Regions from separate parts of the Mus musculus genome. Here region 1 is linked to region 2. A link is a contact called in public promoter capture Hi-C data. All regions are on one chromosome and are shown on one strand. Each heading gives the region's core, a stretch centred on a gene start, on an enhancer-like site or on the middle of the called end of the contact. The rest is flanking DNA. Distances are from core to core; before and after follow the strand shown. Region 1 overlaps Gm33951 (a long non-coding RNA gene). Region 2 holds the start of Pik3ap1 (phosphoinositide-3-kinase adaptor protein 1).

The links. Promoter capture Hi-C pulls out the DNA fragments that hold promoters and counts their contacts.
Region 1: a contact with region 2 is called in a promoter capture Hi-C map of pre-B cells, with 4 times the contacts expected there. The contact joins the enhancer-like site here to the promoter of Pik3ap1 in region 2. A contact is called at or near these places in 12 of 39 promoter capture datasets (the C10 cell line, the HPC-7 cell line, frontonasal cranial neural crest and 6 more), 2 of 15 datasets of contacts at CTCF or cohesin (large pre-B cells and pro-B cells), 8 of 484 Hi-C or Micro-C datasets (the C10 cell line, LSK cells, bone marrow-derived macrophages and 4 more), 10 of 115 datasets of contacts at active chromatin or transcription factors (the 230-238 cell line, the HPC-7 cell line, bone marrow-derived macrophages and 6 more) and 3 of 9 other capture datasets (adipose tissue, liver and pancreatic islet).

What each region holds. Positions count from the first base shown.
Region 1 is chr19:41,437,349-41,444,563 of GRCm38.p6, forward strand. It overlaps Gm33951 (a long non-coding RNA gene), which reads right to left. Exons shown (of 2, transcript XR_386711.2): 2 at 6,034-7,215. Among named protein-coding and RNA genes, the nearest start is that of Gm33951, 4.1 kb to the right of the region's middle. Within about 2 kb of position 1,828, at least 6 of the 459 cell types and tissues checked have an H3K27ac peak or open chromatin away from gene starts, as enhancers often do. A contact at or near this core is called in the HPC-7 cell line and pre-B cells, where this site is marked.
Region 2 is chr19:41,382,352-41,388,981 of GRCm38.p6, forward strand. It overlaps Pik3ap1 (phosphoinositide-3-kinase adaptor protein 1), which reads right to left and starts at 2,751. Exons shown (of 17, transcript NM_031376.4): 1 at 2,606-2,751. The coding sequence starts at 2,618.

The sequences.
Region 1 (7,215 bases), core at 578-3,077, 54 kb after region 2:
AGACAGACAGACAGACACAGGGAGACAGAGAGACAGAGAAAGACAGAGGGTGACAGAGTGAGACAGAGAGACACAGAGAGAGACAGAGAGAAAGAGAATAAATAAATGTTTTACATTTTTAAAGGATTTTGGCTTAATCAGTTATCTCTAGGTTCAGTGAGAAACCCTGTCTCAAAAACTGGGGTGGAGGATGGTAAGGAAGACACCTAATAGTGACCTCTGATTTCCACATTCAACACACACACACACACACACACACACACACACACACACACACACCCCACAGAGAGAAAGTGAGAAAGGGAAGGAAAGGAGAAGAAACAAAAAGAAAAAAAAAACCCTACTTTGTTTTGGAAGTTGTTAGGGTCACAGCCTAGGCCCAGGCAGTCCTCAGAGACCAAGCTTGACAGGACAATTAAACAAAGAGGTCACGGTGAAAATCAATAACCCTCATGGGAAGAGACAGAGAGGTGCAGTGACCCAGCTCTCCTAGTCTGTCTTCAAGTCCTTCCATGAAGTCTGAAGAGCTGAACAGCCCCAGTCAGAGTGCGGCCTGCCCATCATCATCCTCTGGGTCCCACCCTCCCCTGCAAGGTTGTATGACACTTTGTCAGAGCTATGTGGAACCTCTCTCTGGAAGACACACTTCCCTGCTGGCTGGCAGAGCCCATTGCTTGCTTTCTCCCAGTGTGAGGCTTCTAGGGGACTTTCATCATCTGAGAAGTCTGCCATATATCACAACAAGAAGAAGCTGAAAGCGAAAGGCACAACTATCTATTAGAATACTTACATTTGGGTCTGGAGAGCTGGCTCAGTAGTTAAGGGCAATGTCTACTCTTCTAGAGGCCCTGAGTTCAAATCCCAGCATCCATGTGGCTCACAACCATCTGGAATGGAATCTAATGCCTTCTTCTGGTGTTCACGAAGATAGAGCACTCATGTACATAAAATACATAAATAAGTACTTTTTTAAAGGAAAGAAAGGAAGAAGAAGAAAAAAAAGAATATCTTCATTCTTGGCAGAGCATGATGGAGCACACCTTTAATCCCAATATTTGGAGAGCAGAGGAAGATGGGTCCGAGTGAGCTAAATGCCATCCAGACCTGCATAGTGAGATGCTTTCTCAAAAAAGGAAGGAAGGAAGGAAGGAAGGAAGGAAGGAAGGAAGGAAGGAAGGAAGGAAGGAAGGAAGATGGTTACAAAGTCATCTTTAGGACTTTATGTTGTACCTGTGTTTGACATCAAGGGGGTAAGGAGATCATTATTTATAGAAAATCTCTGATGTGAAAATGGAAACATTATAGAAATGTTTATTTTTGCTGGGCATGGTGGCGCACGCCTTTAATCCCACCACTTGGGAGGCAGAGGCAGGCAGATTTCTGAGTTCGAGGCCAACCTGGTCTATGAAGTGAGTTCCAGGAAAGCCAGGGCTACACAGAGAAACCCTGTCTCAAAAAACCAAAGGGAGGAGGGAGAAAGAAATGTTTGTTTTTAATAAGTTTTATTGCAATCTTAATACATGTTCATGAAAGTAACATAGTGTGGGAATACAACACAACACAGATTTCCGATCTGTCCCATCTATCACAGTGAGACCTTTGGTGTGGATGAGCCTCTTCCTAAGACGCTCCATTCATAGCCTTATAGTTCAATAAAGTTTCCCAGGTGTCAAACCCCTAGAATTATAGCATTGGAAGGATGTGCAAAATTATCTAGTTCACCCTGCAGTTAAATTTAGATTCCTTTTCCACAGCACACATGACAGATGGTCACCTAGCCTCGGTTTGATATTTCTAGCAACGGAAAACCTCAAAATCCATGTGACAGATGCTTCAATTTTTGGACAGTTCTGCTGATTAGAAATGTGCAACATATGCTAAAATCAGCCTTTCTGAAGTGCCTGTCGACCGCTTCTAGATCGACTCAGACAGCACATCCATTCCTTCTCAAACCTGCCCATCTTTCCAGTCTCCCTTCAGCCTTGCTAGAGGGAAAACATGAGCCTTGAGCTGCCTTCTCCCTCCCCTAAAAGGCTTCTCTGCTCCTCTCAAAATGAACCAGCCAGTAGTGTAACTTCTTTGGGTTTTTGTTTTTTGTTTTGTTTTTTTTTTTCCTTTTCATTCTGAAAGACTGTCCCAGGCTGGCCTCTGACTTGCAGTTCTCCTTAGTTTTCTGAGTACAGAGATTAAAGGAACTTCATTAAGCCTGGCTCGATTTCTTCCTTGATTTACCTTACTTTAAGTACATGTCTCTCAGCACCAAGCTGTCAATCAAATCAATGAAATAGAATTTCTGATGGGTTATTAAGACAATAAAGGTGCAGCTGGGCATGGTGGCACACGCCTTTAATCCCAGCACTTGGGAGGCAGAGGCAGGCGGATTTCTGAGTTCAAGGCTAGCCTGGTCTACAAAGTGAGTTCCAGGACAGCCAGGGCTATACAGAGAAACCCTGTCTCAAAAAACAAACAAACAAACAAAAACAGACGTTAAAGGTGCATGTCAAAAATCAAACTGTTGTAACGCTTACTCCTCCATTGTAGTTTCTCATCTTTGGAGAGACAAACAGTAGCCTGTGATGGCCTTGCAACATTCAAATTCATTTTAATGTTGTTTTATTTGTGTGCTTTTCTTTGAAATAGGTTCTTCCTGTTTCCCATGTTGGTCTTGTCCTCCTTGGGTCTGGCATCCCTCTTTTGCCTCTGCCTTCCTAGGAAGCTGGCGTCACATGTACACATCTCTGTACCTGTATTTATGGGATTTCCCACCTATAGAGACATAGGTGCATGCACAAACAAGGCTTTTTCCATTTAACAATATACCATGAATACTTTTCTAAATAGTACGTAGGCAGAGCATTCTTTTGAATAATCTGTACCATTTAATAGAATATATCCATGAAATTTATTCAAATGTATACTCCCAGGTTAATTCAATGGATAAACAAAACTATATGAGGTGTACCTTCTGTGTACGTTGTTATATTCTTTAAAAAAAAAAAGATTTATTTTATGTATGTGAGTACACTGTAGCTGTACAGATGGTTGTGAGCCTTTATGTAGTTGTTGGGAATTGAATTTTTAGGACCTCTGCTTGCTCCAGTTGGCCCTGCTCAGTCCCTGCTTGCTCCAGCCCAAAGATTTATTTATTATTATACATAAGTACACTGTAGCCAACTTCAGACGCACCAGAAGAGGGTGTCAGATCTCATTTCAGGTGGTTGTGAGCCATGTGTTTGCTGGGATTTGAACTCAGGACCTTTGGAAGAGCAGTCAGTGTTCTTACTCACTGAGCCATCTCGCCAGCCCACGTTCTTATATTCTTCTGCTTTTACATCTATGGGCATTTTTATAGATGTGAAATTACTGAATTAAAAAAAATGATGTTCACACCTCTAGTAGCTATGGTCAGACACCAACTGGTTGTGCCCACAGTTACTGGCTCTGAATAGTGTATGTTAGGGGTGGGTTTTCATCTGGGGAGTGGGGTTTAAAACCTTCTCATTCACTACTCACATATATAAGCAATAACTAACCACCCCGAGATTAAAGACATATGTACAAATCTATAGAGAACCATTAAAATAGCAAAAAATTTGAACATGCACACTTATTTAACGTCCAGGTGGTGGTGTTCCTTTTAAAGAAATACTTTAAACTTGGAAGCCATGAATGAGTAGATGAGTTTCACCACGTAAACGTCTAACACACCACTAACAAGTTCTCCAGATAAAAAGTAGGCTGGGAGGGAATATTTGCAAGCTATGACAAAACATCTGTGTTTCTAGTATATAAACTGACAATATGACCACTCCGTGGTTAAAGGGGAAGGTAGATATGAGAAAGAGAACAGCCAGAGAACAGCCCAGAGCAGAGAAAAAAGTAAACTGAATATGGCCAGCAGACCAGACATGGCCAGAGCTGTCTACAAGTGAGGGTAGACACTCTGTCTGCAGCAGAGGTTAGAGAATGGGGAAAACATGGTGAGTGAAGCCAGAGCAGAGCAGAGAGCGGGAGAGCACACAGCAAGAGTAGCAGGGGTAGAAGGAGGATGGGTAGGTAGGGGGAGGGATGCCCGTGAGCTGGGGGCAGGTTAGGGTAGGGGGAGGTGAGAAGGGGCTTGTTTGCTTTTCTCCCCCAGTTGAAGATCCACCTCTAATATACACTTTGAAAGGTGTAACAAGCACTTAGGATTCTAATATACACTCTATTCAGACTTTGAAAGTTGTAACAAGTACTTGTGATTCTGAGGGGGGCCTGGAGAACAGCATGAGCTTTGATATGCTAATAGGCACCACAGGTGGCCAAGTGACCCTTCAGCCAAAGGTATGGGAAATGACTCCTTCTGGTAGCTGGGAAAGGATTTCCTTAGCTCCGGAGGAATGCTGGGTTTTATCTAAGCGCAAGGAATCCTCCTACAGTTTCAGGCTGAGCTCCTTGAGCCGCCTTTTGGAGTTTTGTAATTTCCTCTGGACCTGACAATGAATATATAAGTTATTCCTTCAAATTAATGCAAAAGGAATCTACAAGCGGGCCGGGCGTGGTGGCGCACACCTTTGATCCCAGCACTCGGGAGGCAGAGGGCAAGCGGATTTCTGAGTTCGAGGCCAGCCTGGTCTATAAAGTGAGTTCCAGGACAGCCAGGGCTATACAGAGAAACCCTGTCTTGAAAAACCAAAACAAAAAAACAAAAAAACAAAAAAAAAAAAAAAAAAAAAGAAAAGAAAAGAAATCTACAAGCGGGAGCTAAAGATAGGAACAAAAGCCCATAGTGCACTACAGTCAACAAACCTCTGAAAAAAAGCCCATCATCAGAGGCACACAAAAGCCACGCGTTTTACACTCTCCCTGCCTGAGAGATGGACTAAGTCAGTACTGCTGAGCGATGTGCACTGTGGTCCCTCTCACTAGGGACCAGAGGGACCGTTAACAGGCTGTTCTCTCACGCCGTGCTGTACTTTCCTGCTGGGATGAAGGCATTTCAGAGCAAATGTCACGGCATGCCGAGCTGCAGAACATGGCATGCTGTTCCTTTTAGAAATCTCCGATGGAACCTTCTCGCCAGGTACATCTTCCTCCTAAGCGCTCTCAAAGCGCATAGTTAACGCGCTTCTCACCACTCGAGAACGCTTTCCCTTTTCTTTTCTCCTTTACTTGAAGAGAAACAGGAAGCACCAGAGGAAGTTTTAAGAGGGGATTTTAACCCACAGAGAGAAACCAGCCCAGAAATGAAACCTCAGGTTCAGCTGGTTGCCTTTACCATACAGAATAGGAAACCGTAAGCTAAGACAGGCAAAAACTCAGAAGCCAGAGAGGATGTAAAAGTGCAAGTCCAGTTACTTCTGAGCTGTCTGTAGCGCATCTGCTGGGGTGCTTCATCCTGCCTTGATCCAGCTCCTTCTATGAGGGACATTCGTTTTAGAGGGAAGGGCTGCTGCCAAGCATCACCAGTAGGAGGCGCTGTGCACTACCGGGCTAGTGCGGGTAGACTTGTCCTCTCAAGGGCTTCAACTTCTGTGGACAGGTTATCCTTAGGCCTGCTAAATCTGAACTCTTTCTTCTCCACAATCCATAAACTGAACTAATCTAAAAGCTATCATTTCCTTTCTTTCTTTTTTTCAAGAAATAAACGAATTTTGGTTGGTAAACCAAATGGGTCTGCTATTTTAAATATTTTCTGAAATGTATTCATTACTAATATGTTACTTTAAATTTCATCCAGTCTCCAAGGAGTTTCAGAATGTTTAGGGACAGGCAAAGCCTGTAGGGTGTACCATGCAGGCATATGCCTTAGGAGACCCAAGTGAATGTCATGAGGATGCTGTGTCAGAAACAGAGAACAACACATCTGGGTCTTCCCAACTCAGAATTCACAGAATAACAGAAATTCACAAGCTGCAACTGTTTCATTCAGCAGAAATTTACTAAAGTCATCCTGATTTCCCTTGATAGTGTTGTATGGGGGACTCTGAGTCTCTTTCTGGAGCTCTTAGTCATTTTTATTAAAAAGAAAGAAAAAATGGACGCAAACAGAAGTTAGGTTACAGTTTTATTAGAGTTTAGAAAAACAAAGCCCAGGGCAGCTAGTTGTAAGTCCTGGCAGGTGACCAGAGAAGAATACATAGAAAAGGAAGAGAGAGCCATACCATTTAAGTTGGACACGGTTGTCAGTCACATAGTGGATGCAGCCACAAGGCAGGGAGGGAAGCTTTACTGTGTGAAACTCAAATTATTAGGGATAGCATGGTTAGGAAGGAGATAGAAAGGGGAAAGTAGGGTTTTCTGAGTAATTCAGAGAAGCAGGAAGACTTTAGGAAGCTGTGTGGTTGGTTACAGCTTGTAACTGTACTAAGAGGATTCTGAGAAGGACTCATATACTATCTCATTAAAGGGACAATTATGTGTCCTATATCTTTCTATCTCTTTAAATGCCTTCTGTACCTCAGGATGTCTTGGGCAGCTTAGAAAGTTAGGTCACCAGCCAGCTCGGAGAAGTGATTTTCCCTAATTGGACTCCATAAAGCCCTTATCAAGGCTACCATAACCTTAGCTGGCTGAGGCAAACTCGGGTACCTATATGCCAGTCTTAACTAACACTAACTCTTGAGTTACACATTGCAAAACACATAATAAATACCTCCTGGGCAGAGAGAGAGAGAGAGAGAGAGAGAGAGAGAGAGAGAGACAGAGACAGAGACTGAGACTCTGTGTGTGTGTGTGTGTCTCTGTGTGCATGAGGAGGTGTGGGTTATAAGCGACAGCAGAGCGAAGCAGTAGGAAGGTGATGGAGCTCCAAAGGGGATCTCTGGGCTGTGTTGGGGTGGTGAGGAGGAGTCAGACATTCAATCCTATTGGGATCTCCAGGGGTCTCTGCAGAATCAAGATTAAAGGGAGTCACAGGCTTGAGCTGAGTCTCGAGGTCCAGTCCGGCTGCAAAAGTGACGTGTGGGACCATGAAGGCCATAGAATCAAACATCAAAACGAGGTCCAGTCCAGACGGACAAATGAACAAACAGGACAGCAATTTAAGTAGGAGCAGCAACAGTGGAGAATGGACGGAGTTGAGGCTCCTGGCAGTCAGGAGTTCTCTTGACTCTTAGTCCCTCCACACACACACAGGAAGTCAGATGACAGGTTGGAAGGACACTGTCATTGCAGTGTTGATGTTAGGTTTCAAACCTGAGACAAACGGCTAACAGAAGTGACTATTCACCCATC
Region 2 (6,630 bases), core at 1,501-4,000:
TAGAGGTGATCCTGGCAGGGAGCTGGTCGGGGTCTGAGAGCTATCCTCAGGTTCTTGGGGGCCAAGACCTGGGGGGAGGGGGGCTCTAGTCTTCACCAGCTGCAGACCTGGCGCCTTTGGGGAAGTCCCAGGCGCTTTCCTCACTCTCTCTGGTAAATAAGAGAAACTATTCAAGCACAGGCTGGTTGCTCTCAAGGCCATTCAACAAGCAAACAAGTCAGGGAATGGAAGAGGAAGACTGACACTCACCCTCTAATGGCAAGAAATTTAAGAAGACCGGGGGATTAGGCTACAGTTGAGTGAACCTTGAACACATCATGCAGTGTGAAGGAAGTCAGTCACTAAAACCACAGACTACATAATCCCATTCATGGGCAAGCCCAGAGTGGGGCAATCTAGAAGAAATACTGGAGAGGAGGTGAGAAGAGAAAAGACCTCTCTTTGAGTTGATAATAACATTCTCCCAGATTCACATACTGGCAAGGACACTAAAGGCCACTTACAGCACTCTTTCAGGCACAGCCAATCAGTAGCCCATGAGCTGAATGTGTCCCAGGATAGCTATGGGTGTGGCTCCACTCATTCATAGATGACATCATGCCACAGTATCAAAAGCTGGGCACACAGCATATTGAGTGCATGCATTATGACATTGTTTTTAAAATAAGGACGCCATACAGGATATTGGCCTGGATGGCTCTCCAGCCTATAGCATGTTAGTGGGAAACCTGGCTTTCCCCTAACTATATATGACCTGCCCTCAGGGCTACTCATAAGTATAGACAAGTACCCAGGGAGCCCAAAGGAACGCAGTCTCACACCGCCTGGCATAGTGTTCCACCACAGAGGACACTGACAGCAGAGTTTTGGACAGCTTTATCCACTACCCCAGCTTTGGTTGTTGGGTTAGAGTCTTCATCTGAACCTGAGTCCACCCTTCAAACCTAGCCCCTTCAGTTATTCCCCTTAGAGCCAGCCATCAAGACACTGGACAGGAAAAGCAGGTTGCTCAAAGGCTTCCCAGTGTGCTGTCCTCTAGTGCACAGCAGCCCAGAGCCCATCCCATCCAGGAAAGGAGACAAACAGGAGCTTAGCCACCTTATTTTTAACTCTCCCCAAACCCTCCATCCACCCAGCTACCATAGCTGTTCCGTGTATCTCAAACACATAGAATAGACCCCTTGCCTGGGACATACTCCTCCCCAGGACCCCCTGCCTTCCCTCCTTCAGGGCTTGCCTACTTTCCCCTGTCCACTTTCCCGATGCACCTGCCTTGATTTTGTTATTCAATGAGCTGTTGCCTCCCCTGTTCTCAGTTACACAGCTTTCATCTTCTTACGACAGTGCCTGGAAACGGCAAGCACTCAATAAAGTTTGTCCAGTGAGTGGACCCTGAGCCACAGTGCTGCTTTATCCCATAGAGCCTGGCTAGGGAACCGCAGGCCATTGATGAACCACCCTCCCAGCCCCTTCAATAATAATAATAAGCATGTATTATCAAAGCCTTTTCTACCTTCGTTCCAAAGTACCATGACCCAAGGCTAGACCTTAGCAGATCTGGAGACAGTTGGCTTTAGCATCTGCTCCCTTCCCTCCCAAGCATTGACTTCCCCCAGCCCACGCTACACGATCTCTCTCAAGAGATGCTATCATCTGGTTTTCATTCTCTCTCAAAGCATCACGCTGGAGCTAGGTAAACACAAGTCAGCCAAACCGAAAACATGGCAACTCTCTCTTCTCATCTAGCAATTCCTCATTTAGTTACTGTTTTCTTTCACACCACCAAAACTCTGTGGTGAACAGAGACCAGACCGACAAGGTTCTCACCAAGAATCTACTACGCCTATAGCCACTGAGGTGTATAGGTGCTGCTCACTAACTGTCTCTCAACGTTGTCCTTACATGGTTTGTCCTGAACCTCAGCGAGCTAAGGACTTGCCAAGTGTACATATGCTCATGAGCTAGAAAGAAACCCAAGACCAACCAGAAGAAACTTCTGGCACCTTTTGATGATTTGCCCACCAAATTCCAATTACCCCTGGGCACATAAGTTACATAGAGAACAGAGTAAGAGTAAAATTAGAGTGTGGTCTCGGTTTTTTACCAAAATTCCAGAGAAGATATACAATCGCGGTGGACAAAGGGGGCTTCTGAAGCTGTCCCTGGACCACCTAAGACTGCCTGAGCGCCCCCTATTGGTTGGATAAGACCCTAAGAGAAGCATCTGGCTTCTTACAGAATCCGCCCTCCACCTCCTATCAACTGTCCTCAGAGTACTCAGAGTTAGAGCTGAGAAAGCGACCCTTGGCAACTTACAGCTAGAAGGGAGAAAAGAAGACTTAGAAACTGGGATAGGTCGAGCCCCAGGCAGGAGCAAGACAGAATCGTGCACAGACCGGTTAGGGGAAACGTGAGAAAGTTCAGAGGGGAAGTTTGCGACAGAGACTGGAGAAAAGACCGGAAAGAATACAAAATCCCCTCACTAAAGACTAAAGAAGTAGGGAGACAGGTCTCAAGACTGGGAGGGTGGTGTCAGAGAGCCTCAAGGACCAGGGGCGCGCGAGCCAGGAGCCGGGAGCTGGAGAGCGCTGCGCCTGCTACCCACCTGAGGCTGCCATGCCGTCCCGGGAGCAGCTCGCATCCCCGGCTGGCACCGGAGCACGGTATCCGGTGCCCACAGCCGCGGTAGGCGACGTCGCTGGCGCGGGGTTAGAAGCAGAGTCCAGCTGTGCTCAGGACAGTGGCGACTCTGGCGCTTCCTCCTGCCGGGCAGCGGGGACTCGCACGGGGGCGTGTCCAGAGGGTCTGCCCCGCCTGCGGGGCTCCGCGTGGCACCTGCACGCGCGGCGGTTGGGGAGGGGAAGTGAGAAGTCCACACGACCAGCCGCCAGCTCCCGGCGCCGACCCCTGCTCGTGCCACGTGTGTCCCGAAAGCAGGCAGCCACCTCGATGTCCCCCAAGAGCAGTCTGAGGTGCTGGAACTGGGGGAGGGAAGACAGACTGTAGGGCTAGCTAGTCTCAGACTTGAAGTGGGGAGGCATAGCACAGCTGTCCCAACCACCTTGTCCCTTGGGACTTGTCCTTGAGACACTGCCCCCAAGAATAGGGAAGGCCTGCAGGAAGGGGAAGGAGAAGCACCTGGCCCTAGGGTCTTGGCGTTGCCCTTGGGTGCCCTCCTGTGACCCTTCTGCATTTCCTTGGATCTGGCCCTCTAAGGGCACATGGGTGTTAAGCATAATCTTTGATAGATAGATGTTATCACTGCCAAGAACCTTCCACACACGATTGTTCCACTTCCACTATCAGAGCTCTTTGGCTTTCTTCCATCTTCCTCCACTTTAAAAAAAAAAAAAAAAATCTTAGTTTATTTATTTTGTGTGCTTGTGTGGGAATGTGCATGCACATGTTGTTCGGTTCACAGAGTGGACAGAGTCTGTTCTCTCCTTCCACCATGGAGTTCTGGTAAATCAAACTGATCAAAGTGGCTAGACACTAGGCAGCAGGCACCCTTACCCTGAGCCATGTCACCAGCCCCTTTCCCACTTCTGAGGGAATACATTAAACTGCCCGGATCGTCCAGGAAAAGACATCTAAGGGCCCCTTGATGGCAGCCTCAATACATCTATCTACAACTTCAGACCCTTGTCCTATAATGTAGCAAATTCACAGATCCTAGAGATTTGAGTCTGGGTATCTTTGGGCATAGTTTCTCCACCTAACACAGGCCAAGGGTCCCTAAAGCAGAGATGAACATGCTGCCTGCCATTCCCCCTGTTTAGGATATCCTTGGCCTCTGCCCCTACTCTGACACACCGTGATAGCCATTTCACACTATTAGAGTTCTTTAATTGAGCTTATAAAAACATTTCTTTATTTTTTCCAGAATGGCTTTAATTGATGCTTCCTGTATTCAGCTCTAAGTTCCTCAAAGTTAGCTCAATCTTTTTTGCTGTGGAGTCTCTATCCTCTGGTGCTAACTCTGGCCAGAAAATGTGCTCAGAAATGCATATGACCAGTAAATCCTTAGATCTGAGATCCAGGGACAGACCCCTCTTTTGAGACACTGAAAATTTGAGAATCCTGAGCCAAGAAGGAGGGACTATAAAATGCCAAAGTTAAGCCGGATGTTATAAAAGCCATTAGAGAGCAATGCTAACGGGAGGATTTAAAGTTTAGAGATCCTGAGCTTGAAGTGTCTGTGTGATGGGGAGCCCTGTCATGGCAGAAGGGCAAGGATGCAAAGGGTTGGGGGTTGAGAACCTTGTCATGGATGCCATCGTTGGAGTTGAGGCAGCAGTAGTGGGTGGGGCAAGGGGGTAAAGAGACAGAACCAGAGCAAGGGCAGAGCCATGGAGACGCCCACGCAAGACCACGGGTGCTTCTGCATCTTTGCTGAGTAGGAACAGGAACCCAATGTTTGGGAGGACCAGGCATGGGGGCCTTGGAGGCAAGGCTGTTAGTATTTGAGGATCACTGTGAGGCCCTGGGGAGAATGTCACCAGGCAGAAGGACAAGCCACTGCTGACACTGTAACCAATATGCAGGAGCCCAGGCTGGAGCAGCGGAATATGAGCAGGAAATGGGATGGGTGGTAGGACCAGAGCGTGGAGCAGGGACGGAGTTTAGCACCCTGAATTCTTATCTGACTCCTTCACTTACCGTTATGGAGCCTCGGCCAAGCTGTGACCCTGAAAGCCCACAGCTTCCTGGTGTGGACAATGAAGGAATCCCAGGTCAGAAAATATAAGACTCAAACACCAGCCCTCAGGATCCTACCTGAGCCTGAAGCCTCCTTCATGCCCCTGGACCTCTGGACATAGATGATCTATGTCCCCTGTTAGAGTCACTTTATAATCACTTGGCCTATATTTGAGGCCAAATCCCTAATGTCCCCGCCTCAAAAGCATGCTCCCCTCTTCTGACTGCAGGTTCTAGAAGAGTAAGGGCCCTTTCCTGACTTTTAACCATGATAATCTGGATGACATCAACCTAAGTATTCCTGCCCCTTCTCCAGCTGTTAGAGGTCACCTGTCAGGGGCAGGCAAGGTCTTGGTCACTCAGTCTACTGGCCACGTTTCTCACATTGTGGAGCCGCATTGGTTCCTGGAATTTGGCTGGGAGAGGACCCCAGAGGTCAATACTCCTGGGTGAAAGGGCATTCCTAGTTTTGGACACAAGCCACCATGTTTCTCTGATCAACAGAAAGAATCAGGTTAGGGGAAATAGTGTCTCCAGTTTTGCATCTCTGATATGACAGAATATTGCTCATCAGAAGAAGGGCCCATCTGCCATCCAGAAGAAGTCCCACTAAGTGGATGGAGAGGGTGGGGGACTTAGACCTGATGGTTACATGTTTGATATTGGCAAAGAAGAGCCAAAGGAGCCGGGCGTGGTGGCGCATGCCTTTAATCCCAGCACTCGGGAGGCAGTGGCAGGTGGATTTCTGAGTTCGAGGCCAGCCTGGTCTACAGAGTGAGTTCCAGGACAGCCAGGGCTATACAGAGAAACCCTGTCTACAAAAACAAAAACAAAAAAACCCAAAAAAAACAAAAACAAAACAAAAGAGAGAGAGAGAGAGAGAAGAGCCAAAGGAAAAGAAATTTCTATTCTTTATTTCAAGATGCTATTTTGAGATTATAAGTCTGAGGACCTCGGTGTTCTTGTGGGCCATCTCAATCCATCCTAATTCCCTTAGCTTTTCTGTGAGAATGGTACTGCTAGTATACATCCCCTGTAGACCAAATGTTGGCATCAGGACCTCTGAAACCTATGACATCACATAGGCGACAGTGCAACTTGTGACCTGCAAACCTGTTGTCAAGGCAACAGGCACCATATTCCCAACATCCACTTGGCTCACCTCCCACCTTTACCTGTGTTACATCATTCCCCATATAAATTAGGAAAACACCCCTCCCTCTCTCTTTCTCCCCCTCTTCTCTTTCTGCCGCCACCGTCTCTCCTTTTCCCTAATAAAACCTCTTCCACATGGAACTGCCCTGGCCTAGCGTGCTGTTGAGACGTGACCTTCACATTCTAACACATCACCAAAAGGTCAAGAACTTCTGCCCAAGGGTATACAACCAGCAATTGCAAAACTGTTTGAACACAGTCATTGCTGTGACCAAGTGACAGAGCCAATGCACGTGACCAAGTGAAAATACGTATCAGACTCTGCTTTGGCCTAAGTCACCTATGCTGGCGTCACTTCCATGGCAGTGGAAATTGCAGATGTTCTGTCACCTGTGGGCTCCCTCTGCTATGCCTGGCCTGGACAACTCTCCAAAAAAGGAGTTTGGGAGTGGAAGTTCACCCAGCATGTCTTACTCCCGCTCATGCTCTGAGCTGGGCAGTCCATTGGAGGCAAGCCTCCTCTTCCCATATCCTCTCCTCCAATGCCTTGTATGGGACTCAGCCCACAGCTGTTTTTAAATCACCAAGTACAAGCCTTTCAGTTTGTAGCTGGAGTTGCTAATGTGCAGGTTAAGTTACCTGCCTCCGTTCACCCCACCTTCCTATGGAAAGCTTTATTTTCACCCTGTTCCAGAGTCCCAAGACACTGGGGCCAGTATATACCATCAAGGTGCAGTGTGTGAAGACAGGATTAAAATGGACTTTTAGGCTGGATTT